Regions from separate parts of the Sus scrofa genome. Here region 1 is linked to region 2. Evidence: chromatin contacts called from public HiChIP or PLAC-seq data. All regions are on one chromosome and are shown on one strand. Each heading gives the region's core, a stretch centred on a gene start, on an enhancer-like site or on the middle of the called end of the contact. The rest is flanking DNA. Distances are from core to core; before and after follow the strand shown.

Evidence for each region. HiChIP or PLAC-seq counts read pairs in DNA pulled down with a chosen protein or histone mark.
Region 1: an H3K27ac HiChIP or PLAC-seq map of alveolar macrophages shows a contact between it and region 2. The contact joins the promoter of TSC1 here to the promoter of TTF1 in region 2. A contact is called at or near these places in 2 of 5 promoter capture datasets (fetal skeletal muscle and liver), 10 of 47 Hi-C or Micro-C datasets (alveolar macrophages, embryonic fibroblasts, fetal skeletal muscle and 7 more) and 2 of 2 datasets of contacts at active chromatin or transcription factors (alveolar macrophages and skeletal muscle).

Annotation. Positions count from the first base shown.
Region 1 is chr1:272,683,750-272,688,807 of Sscrofa11.1, forward strand. TSC1 (hamartin) reads right to left here and starts at 2,199. Exons shown (of 24, transcript XM_021070814.1): 1 at 2,118-2,199. LOC110256471 (a long non-coding RNA gene) reads left to right here and starts at 2,468. Exons shown (of 3, transcript XR_002338027.1): 1 at 2,468-3,371.
Region 2 is chr1:272,210,180-272,215,229 of Sscrofa11.1, forward strand. TTF1 (transcription termination factor 1) reads right to left here and starts at 2,325. Exons shown (of 12, transcript XM_021070753.1): 1 at 2,264-2,325.

The DNA.
Region 1 (5,058 bases), core at 949-3,448, 470 kb after region 2:
CTGGAAACATCACGCAGACAGTATGTATTTGATTTGTCCTAGTAAGACTGTCCAGTTTCACCTCACAAGAAAACAGGCGAGCACAGAAAGCATCATATGACACCCCCCAGAGCAGCAGTCTTTGCTGTCAACCCAGCGAGGAAGAGTACAACTGAGTCATGGGATTTGGGACATTCCAATTTAAGGAAAATAAGAACGCCTGTAGTCACCTAAGACTCTGTCTAACTAGGAATTTAGGAACCTACCAAAGTCTTTGTGACACCAGGAAAAGCATGAGGCAAGGAAGGCTTACATCATCTGCCTCGCCACACACGTGATATAAGAGTGTTTGGGATAAGATATTCACTTTGGTAAAAGGATATTTTCCATTTACATCTTCTATAAATACCCCTTAAGTTTATACCAGGTGGTTAGAGGAAGATGCTGCAGCTCCCCAGGGCAATAGCAAAGAATGTTTCAGTGTTTCTGAGGAGCCTCATTTGCCTGATGCATGACTGTTAAAGGTGCATTTCCCTGCACAACCCTAAATCAGTTTCCACATTTGCATACTCCAGGTTTACTCCAGAATGTTCAACTTAAGAATCACAGGTGGTTGTTCAGTAAATCAGGGGCTCCCACAAGGGTCGGGTTCATAATGCTTCTTGAAATTTACAGCTCCACTTTGCCAGGAGGTTTGAATTCAGGCGACTCCAAGTTGATCCCAAAATTATAAATCAGTATCTCAGAAGAGTATTATTCTATTTTAGTACTTTTACAGCTTACTCTATGTAAAGGGAAGTGCTATTTCTATGCTTTCTATTAAAAATCCAGCAAGGATTTTTAGCAAGGCTCCCTTCTGCAGTAAATGCATCAGTTTTATGAAAACAGCAAACACTTTCCAGCCTAATTTAGACTAACATGTTTACAGGCACTATACTGCCATCCCAAACAAAAGCTCTGGTATATAACCAAGTGCACCTCTCTCCAAAATCACGCACACGCGCGCACACAAACGGTCACTTATGCACAAACCTAGGCCAACTGATTAATTCTAACCACCTAATTAGAATGACAGACTAGCTTGGATCAAATAACAGATAAATTAGTCATGTGAGTACAAATAAAGATAGGAGCATAGTCTTGGAATCAGCTGGACCCCAGTTCGAGTCCTGGTCAGATCATCTTAGGAGGAGCAACCTTGGACAAGGCACCCTAACATCTCTGGGCCTCAGTTTCTCCATCTGAGTAATGGAGTGGCTGCCTCTCCTCTTTGTCTTGGGGGCCAAAGGAGACGATGACTGCAAAGCACCTCCACCGGGGCTGCTCCATAAACAAGCTGTGGTTAGCAGGCAGGAGCCCCCCATCCCTACCTCCGAATCCAAAACACATGAAGCAAAAACTCTAACGGGAAACACAAAGAAAGAGCTTTAATTCTAAAGGTCTCTCGGACTGCGGACTCCTCACCCTCCAGTTCCTCAAATGAATGAATGAGCGTCTAGGAGTGGCTCTGCACACCGCTGTCTCCTAAGAACCACCTCTGCTGACTCGAAGGTAACTGTCTTTCGTCGTCGATTACACACCCACAAGCACACCTGGAGCGAGGCACTCCGGTCGTGCACCTTTCGGCGGAGACGCCGAATCCCGGCGGGTCCGCGATGCCCACAGGCAGCCTCCATTCATTCCCCGCCCCCTACCCTTGACCGCTCTCCTCCAGCCCCGGGACCAGCCCCACCACCCGGCCTCTCCCCTCCGGCGAGGGCCTCCCCCCGCTCTCCGCACCCCGCGGGAACCTGTCACCCCACCAAGCGAGGGGCTGGCGAAGGGGCCCACCTCACCCCTGCCGTCGGCACCGCGGCCTGGGGGGTGCAGCCGTCCCTCCGCCGCCGAGGAGGGCGAGGCGCCGGCCGGGGCCGCCTCTCCTCCCTAGAGACCCTCCAGCCCCGCCGGGCCCGGCCACAGACTGCGAGTAACAAGAGGGAGGGGAACGCTCTCCGAAACCCCCTTCCCGGAGTCCCTTCCCCGGCAAGTGGGCCCCTTGCCCCAGCCCCGCAGGGCCTCCCGGACTAGGGTCATGGTGCCAGGAATGCCCCGAGAAGCCCCCGTGAAAAGGAGGGGGGGACACCCCCATACTCACCCACCGTCTCCTCCCCCTCAGCTGTTTACCTCACAGTTCCTCCAGCCTACAGGGCGCCGCCATCTTGGACGTACAGCACCTCCCCCCGTCGTGAAATGCCCACAGCCGGCGGCAGCCTCCGCCACGAAAAAGAGTCCCCAGCGAGACGTCGCCTGCCCCTCGAGCCCGACGACAGATGACCGCGGCCTGCAGCCCCTTGGGACGGAAGAGGACGTCCTTTCTCATTCCTGACGGTGCTAACCGATCGAGAAAGAACCTAGAAGAGTTTGTGAGGCAGGGGGCGGGGACGGGCGGAAGGATTCCGAAAGGGGGCCGCTGAGAGATCTTGTGACTCCGAAGGAGGCAAAAAGAAGGCCGGCGCGGCGGGAGGAGCCACGCGAGAGAGCGAGGGGCGGGGCGGGTCACGTGGCCGGGCCCGGCGGGAGGGGCCGTGCAAGAGGCGTAAACAAGTTCTCCCGGCTGGGTGTGGTTGTGTGTCTGCTGCTTTTCCGATGCTGTGTCTCCGCTCACAGATCCGGGTGCCCCCGCTCCCGGCCCAGGGTCTCCCCGTTCCCGGCCGCAGAGCTGCGATCTTGTTTCCCAAGGAGCCAGTGGGTACCTCTGTGGAGGAAGGGTCTGCTTTAGATCTTTAAAGGAGTTCATCGCTAGGAAAGGAGCAAAGCTGCACCAGGGCAACCTCTGTCCTTCGCAGAGTATTTGCCAAAGCGCATCTCTGGGGCTGCGAAGAACCACGGTGGCTGCTAACCTCAGGTTGCTAACATTTCCGACGTTATGTGGAAAACCACCCTAAGCAGGGCAGGCATCTTTCGAAGCAGAACCCCTCCATTCGGTGCCTCCTCTGCTTCTTCCTAGCTGTGTAAATCTGCGCAAGTCTTGAGGTCCCTTGAGCCTCAGTTTCTTCCTCTATGAAATGGGCATGGTAACATGAGTGACGGGAGGATTCCTGGAGGAAAAGTATGGAGAGTGTTTAGCACAGTGACCCAGGCCAGGTAAAGGTGATGGTTGGTATCTGAGGCAGGTGATGGTGAGCGCTAGGCACCAAAGCAAAGCAAAGCAAAGAGGTGTGAGAGAGGCCGCAGAGAATGAGGTGACGTCCCACTGTGGGGTCTCAAAAGGCTTTTTGAAAGAGTGGGCCTCCTGCTGGGTTTTAAAAGAAAGGTAGGTTTCATGAAATAGAATCGGGAGAGGCTTCTGGGGAGAAAAGGGTATTCCAGGCCAAGAACCAAAGAAGCAAGCGGCTGGAGGCAATAAATGCTGGGTGAGTTATGGGAATAACAGGTTTGTCATGGGAACCAATTGAGTCACAATGCAAGGCCCCATATGGTTTAAGGGGCCTGCTCTCTGAGTGGTCAGCATGCTGGGTGCTGTCAAGGGGGCTGTCAGAATTCCAAGAGGCCTGGCGAGATCTGGGGTGGGGCTGCTCTTGGCCGGTATGGTGCCTTTGTGAGAAGTAGCAAAAGGCATGCCCTCTGGGCCCACAGCGCACGGGAGCAGAGACCCAGCTGTATTTTGACCCCTTCCCAAGCCTCCTGGGAGCCCTTGAGCAGTGCACAACTTTTCTAACTCTACTGGCTAATGGGGAAGGTGGGCATTGAGCTGGGAGTTCCACCAGCCTAAGAGGTCATGGTTCAGCAGACTAGTCTGAAGGCAGGTTTCTGCCCTTCTGCTAATTGGGGGAGCCTTAGTTTCCTCACCTGCAACATAGGGGTAATAGTCACGCCTACCTGGAGTTCCTGTCATAGCTCAGCGGAAACAAACCGGACTAGTTTCCATGAGGACGCGGGTTCGATCCCTGGCCTCGCTCAATGGGTTTAGGATCTGGCGTTTCAGCAGGCTGCAGCACAGATGGCAGACGCGGCTCAGATTCCACGTTGCTGTGGCTGTGGTGTAGACTGGCAGCTGTAGCTCCAATTCGACCCCTAGCCTGGGAACTTGCATGCGTCACAGGTGCAGCCCTAAAAATAAAAATAATAACAGTAATAATGACAGCTACCTAACCGGGACTTGGGGTGGATTCAGTGAGACAGTTAAGCTGTTACTAGCATAGCATCTATTTCAATACATGTTAGTTTCATTACTTTGTCAGCGGCATTGGCAGGTGGCATCTGGTCACTGGCTGGAATTATGCAGCAAATGCTGACTTCATCTGTGTAACCACCCAGCAGAGTCGGCTTGGGGCACAGAGATGGAAGGGATGGGGGAGGAGAGGGGGTCCGGCTTCTTCCGGTCCTACCCCCAGCCCCAGACCATTGCCCAGGATCAGGCTCCTGCCTTTGCATTAACACCTCGGCACATTCTGGGACCACCAGTGATTGGGAGCCTTAGGTCAAGGGATGGAGCCAAGGGATGGGCGTAGCTCCAGAGCTCCGCCCCAGGAGCCACCCCCGCCGCTTCCCCTTCCCCCAATTTTCCTTGGCTCCCCGTGACCTCATCCTGCTGGAATGCTCTCCTCCTTGGAAGGGAGCAGTGCTCCAGGGGGCCATCAGCCCGCTGTTACTGTTTATACAGTGTCTGGAAGAAGAAGGGTAACTGTTCTTTTCATATGGACCACCAGGGGCTGTGAGAACATGCTGGGAAGCACGGGCAGAGGCAGCCCTGCCACCATCTCTGGCCACTGCCCAGGGGCTGCCTGGATATTTTTTGCTTTTCTGTTTTTATCTTTATTTTTGTTTGTGGCTGCACTCATGGCATGCAGAAGTTCCTGGGCCGGGGTCGAACCCATGCCATGGCAGTGATACCACCAGACCCTTAACCACTAGGCCGCCAGGGAACTCCTCTGGTTTTTTGTCGTTGGCTGAATAGATGTTAATCAGACCACTACCTTCCATGTACGACCCTGGAGCTGCTCCCGTGGCCAGGCTTTCTCCCACCAGCATGTCACCCTGGCTGAGGGTGACAGGTAACAGAAGGGCTGAACCCTCAGAGGCACGTTTCCCCCTCCCCTT
Region 2 (5,050 bases), core at 1,075-3,574:
CTCAGGTGCCCACTATTCCTGACACACTGAGTTCCAGTCTCAATGCTCAGGAGTCACAAAATTCCATTCTTCCCTCTTACAGTAGATTATCTCGCCTGTGACCACACACTCTCACACACACGTTAGACCGGAAATATGTTCCCCTCCAAATCTGACGGTTTTGCCTGCCTTTGCCCCCTTCTCTCTCCCTTTTGCCACCGCAAGGGAGGTGCTTCTTCTCTGTCAAAGGCCCTTTCCTCCATGTGCGTGCTGGATCCCAGCCTCCTCCTTCTCAGAGAGACGGTGATCCATGGGTAACCCAACTCTCTCCTGTATCTTCTGCCTCTCCCTTCTGCACTGGCTCCCTTCTAGCAGCATGCCAACATTTCTTTCTTTCTTTCTTTCTTTCGCCACACTCACAGCAGATGGAAGTTCCCAGGCCAGGGACATAGGCCACAGTTGCGGCAGTGCCGGATCCTTTAACACACTGTGCCAGGCTGGGGATGGAACCCATGACTTTGCAATGACCTGAGTGGCTGCAGTCGGATTCCTAACCTACTAGGCCACAGTGGGAACGCCTCCAACAATCTCTAGACTCTTCTAACTTCAAGATGCTACCACCCTCTAACCCTAAAGTCCCATCTAGCTATTCTCTTTCCTCCCTTCACAACAAAATTTCTTAAGAGAGACATTCCTCTCTCCATGTCTTTGCCTTCCAACCACTTCTTCTCTTTTTCTTTTTAGGGCCACACTCCTGGCATATGGAAATTCCCAGTCCAGGAGTCAAATGAGAGCTGTAGCTGCCGGCCAACACCAGAGCCACAGCAACCCGGGATCGGAGCTGTGTCTGCGACCTACCGACCTATACCACAGCTCATGGCAATGCCTGAGTGAAGCAAGGGATCGAACCCACGTCCTCAAGCATCTAGTTGGGTTCCTTACCCCTGAGCCACAATGAGAACTCCCCAACCACTTCTTAACCCACTTCTTTGCAGATTTCATCCCTGTTACTCCTCCAAGACTGCTCTGGTAAAAAATGCCTATGACCTGGAGTTCCTCTTGTGGCGCAGTGGTTAACGAATCCAACTAGGAACCATGAGGTTGCGGGTTCGATCCCTGCCCTTGCTCAGTGGGTTAAGGATCTGGCACTGCCATGAGCTGTGGTGTAGGTTGCAGACGTGGCTCGGATCCCTCGTTGCTGTGGCCCTGGCATAGGCCAGTGGCTGCAGCTCCGATTCGACCCCTAGCCTGGAAACCTCCATATGCCGCGGGAGCGGCCCAAGAAATGCCAAAAAAAGATTAAAAAAAAAAAAAAAAAAGCCTATGACCTTCAAGAGATTAAATTCAAGAGACACTTTCCTGGCTCATCTTCCAGGATCTCCTAATAACAATGAACAGAGCAGACAATTCCTTCAAATATTCTTTTACTTTCCATCAGTTTCTTTCCTTTTTGTAAATACCCCCGTAGCTTCTCCTTCTGATTTCTTGAAATGAGCTCAATCTTTTAAATATACCATCACTCCCCACTAAAAACTTCTTAGTTTCCCTCTTATTTTTAAGATAAAATCCCAAATCCTTACAGACCTACCACGCTCTTCATGAGCTAGTCTGGTCCATGTCCACCTCTCCACTTCTCATGTCTCTGGGTTGCAGACATCCTGCCTTCCTTCTGTTCTCAGAATACAGCACGGCCCTCCTTTTCGTTCTCAGGGACTTTGCAACAGCATCTCATCCTCCCAAGAATGCTTTCCCTCCACGTTACCTTTCTGAGCTATAACTGGTTTAAGTTTGGCCATCACGTCCTCTAATCCCTTAACTGAGTCCCGCCTCCCGGTTCGGCAGCGTTTCTCAATACTCTGGCTGCTTTCCGACTGCACTTCGCTCGGTTGTGACCTAACCCGCCTCCTAACGACTGGGATCTTCCTCTCCATCTGGCTCCCAAATGGTTACCTCCCCACTTATTCTGAACACACCACTTCCCGCCTGAAGGGACGTGCCCAAGCCTGGTCCCGGATTCCGTCCCCGCTTTGCGGTGCCAGCGAGACCTTGCTCCGCTCCGGGGTGGGCGTTCCGGAGCTGAGAGGGAGGAACCAACGAGCGGCCGACTCTCGACCCCGGCCTTGGTTCCCGTGTGGAAGGGCCTGGAGCGGCTGCGACCCCATCCCTGGGGCCCTGGGCCAAAGGCGGGTCCCCCGCGCGATGACAGCAGCCACACGCCGCTCGCTTTACAGACGAGCCCGGGGGAAAAAAAAACCCGGAACAAGTAAAAATCGCTTTCACCTACCGTCCGAACGCGTCCTCGCCTGCCTTCCAATCCGGAAGTGCCGGGGTTGTAGAAGCGGAAGTAGTTGTGCGTCACTTCCGGGCCCCGCCCCCGTCCGGCATCGCGCTGTCGCAGCAGCACGTAGGCCCCCAGGCTGTGACTCCCGCGCTGCTTTCTCCCGGTTTTGTTTCTGGGGTCTTGCGGGGTGGAATAGAGCAAGACCTAAAAATAAGAGAGTGGGACAGAGCCCCTCCATTGACTTGCTACATCATGCTTGCATTCCGTTTATTCAACAGGTTGTTTTTTGTTTTGTTTGTTTTTTGGCTGAGTTCCGTTCATAGTCGAGGGGTGAACGGGGTGGTTAACCCGAGGAAGACGAAGAACAAACACATAAAAAGAATTTAACATTATCATACAAGGAAAATGGAACAGGGTAATGTGATGGAGAAAGACGCGACAGTGAGTGCTAAGCTGGATAGTAGGGAAGGCTCTTGGACAAGTGACATGTGAGTTTTTCCAAATGAAGAGGGTGGGAAAAAATCTACAGGGAAGAGTGTTCCAGGCTGGGAGCAAATAGAGAGGACCTGAACTTGGTTGTTGGAGGAACGGAAAGAAGGCCAGGGTGGCCGAGCACAGTGAATGAGGGGCAGGGCAGTAGGTGAGGTCAGCCGGTGCAAGGTTAAATGGGTAGAGCTAAAGAAGCCTTGAAGATCTATCCTGAGTCTCCCATTTCCACTGAGTCCTGAAGAAACTGAGCTTATGACTGAAAGTAAAGCTGTAAGCAGGCCGTTAAGTCCAGTCCAGTCCATGCCACTCAAACTTTTAGCATTATTGCATAGTAAACATAATCACACCAACAAGAGTTCTCATTTAATCCAATAACAACCCCATGTTTCAGGAATCTTTATTAGGTAGTGTCAGCCTTGCCTTGTGTGTAAGAAAACTAGGGCTTCATGTAACTTGTCCCAGGGGACTTGTGCGGCTCCAGCTAGGATTCAAACTTGGGATCTACTCCAGTATCCTGCTCCTTGCTCTATACCATCTGGCTCCCTCTGTGTGAGCTGCCAAGCATCTTTAATTAAAAAGTGCACAGGAGTTCCCGTCGTGGCGCAGTGGTTAACGAATCCGACTAGGAACCATGAGGTTGCGGGTTCGGTCCCTGCCCTTGCTCAGTGGGTTAACGATCCGGCGTTGCCGTGAGCTGTGGTGTAGGTTGCAGACGCGGCTCGGATCCCGCGTTGCTGTGGCTCTGGTGTAGGCCGGTGGCTGCAGCTCCGATTCGACCCCTAGCCTGGGAACCTCCATATGCCGCAGGAGCGGCCCAAGAAATAGCAACAACAACAACAACAAAAGACAAAAAGACAAAAAAAAAAAAAAAAAGTGCACAACCTGTATTTCTGTGGAAGTCTGGAATTGAAGCAGCTAGATAAGCCATAAGCATACATAAGACACACACACACACACACACACACACACACACACACACACACACACACACACACACACGTCACCACCCAAGGGCTGCTCTTGGATGAGCAGATGCAAGTCTGCCTGGTTTCCTTGGGAAATTTAGTGCTGGTGTTGTCCACTGTTGGTATGTAAGGCTTTGAAGTGCTAGTTTGTTGTCTGTGCAGATTGCTCTGTGGTGAACCCCTTCCCCAGGGCCTTATGGATATTTGTACATTTTTTTATTCAAAGTTTTATTTATTTGATTTTATTGCTTTTTAGGGCCACACCCACAGCATATGGAGGTTCCCAGACTAGGGACTAAATCGGACCTGTAGCTGCCAGCCAACACCACAGCCACAGCAACGTGGGATTCGAGCTGCGTCTCCAACCTACACCACAGCTCAAGGCAATGCCAGATCCTTAACCCACTGAGCAGGGCCAGGGTTCAAACCTTCGTCTTCATGGATGCTAGTCAGATTTGTTAACTGCTGAGCCACGACGGGAACTCCCTATTTAAAAAATTTTAATTGACGGAGTTCCCGTCGTGGCGCAGTGGTTAACAAATCCGACTAGGAACCATGAGGTTGCAGGTTCGGTCCCTGGCCTTGCTCAGTGGGTTAACGATCCGGTGTTGCCATGAACTGTGGTGTAGGTTGCAGACGTGGCTCGGATCCCGCGTTGCTGTGGCTGTGGCATAGGCTAGTGGCTACAGCTCCAATTAGACCCCTAGCCTGGGAATCTCTATATGCCGCGGGAGTGGCCCAAGAAATAGCAAAAAAACAAAAATAAATAAATAAATAAATAAATAATTTTAACTGAGGAGTTCCCACTGTGGCACAGCAGAAATGAATCCAACTGGGAACCATAAGGTTGTGGGTTTGATCCCTGGCATTGCTCAGTGGATTAAGGATCCTGTGTTACTATGGCTGTGGCGTAGGCCAGCAGCTGTAGCTCTGATTCGACCCCTAGCCTGGGAACCTCCATATGCCGCGGGTGTGGTCCTAAAAAGACAAAAACAAAATTATAAATGGCACCAGTTGCACAGATGTTTAAAAAAAATTAATTGAAGTATAGTGGTTTATAACGTATTAGTTTTAGATGTACAGCAAAGTGATTCAGTCTATCTATCTTTTCAGATTCCTTTCCCTTATAGATTATTACAAAATATTGAGTGTAGTTCCCTGTGCTGTACAGTGTGTCCCTGTTGGTTATCTATTTGATACACAGTAGTGGGTATTTGTTAATCCCAAACTCCTAATCTATCCCTCCTTACTCCCCTTCCCCCCTTGGCAACCATAAGTTTGTTTTCTATGTCCGTGGGCCTCTTTCTGTTTTGTATATATGTTCATTGATATGTTT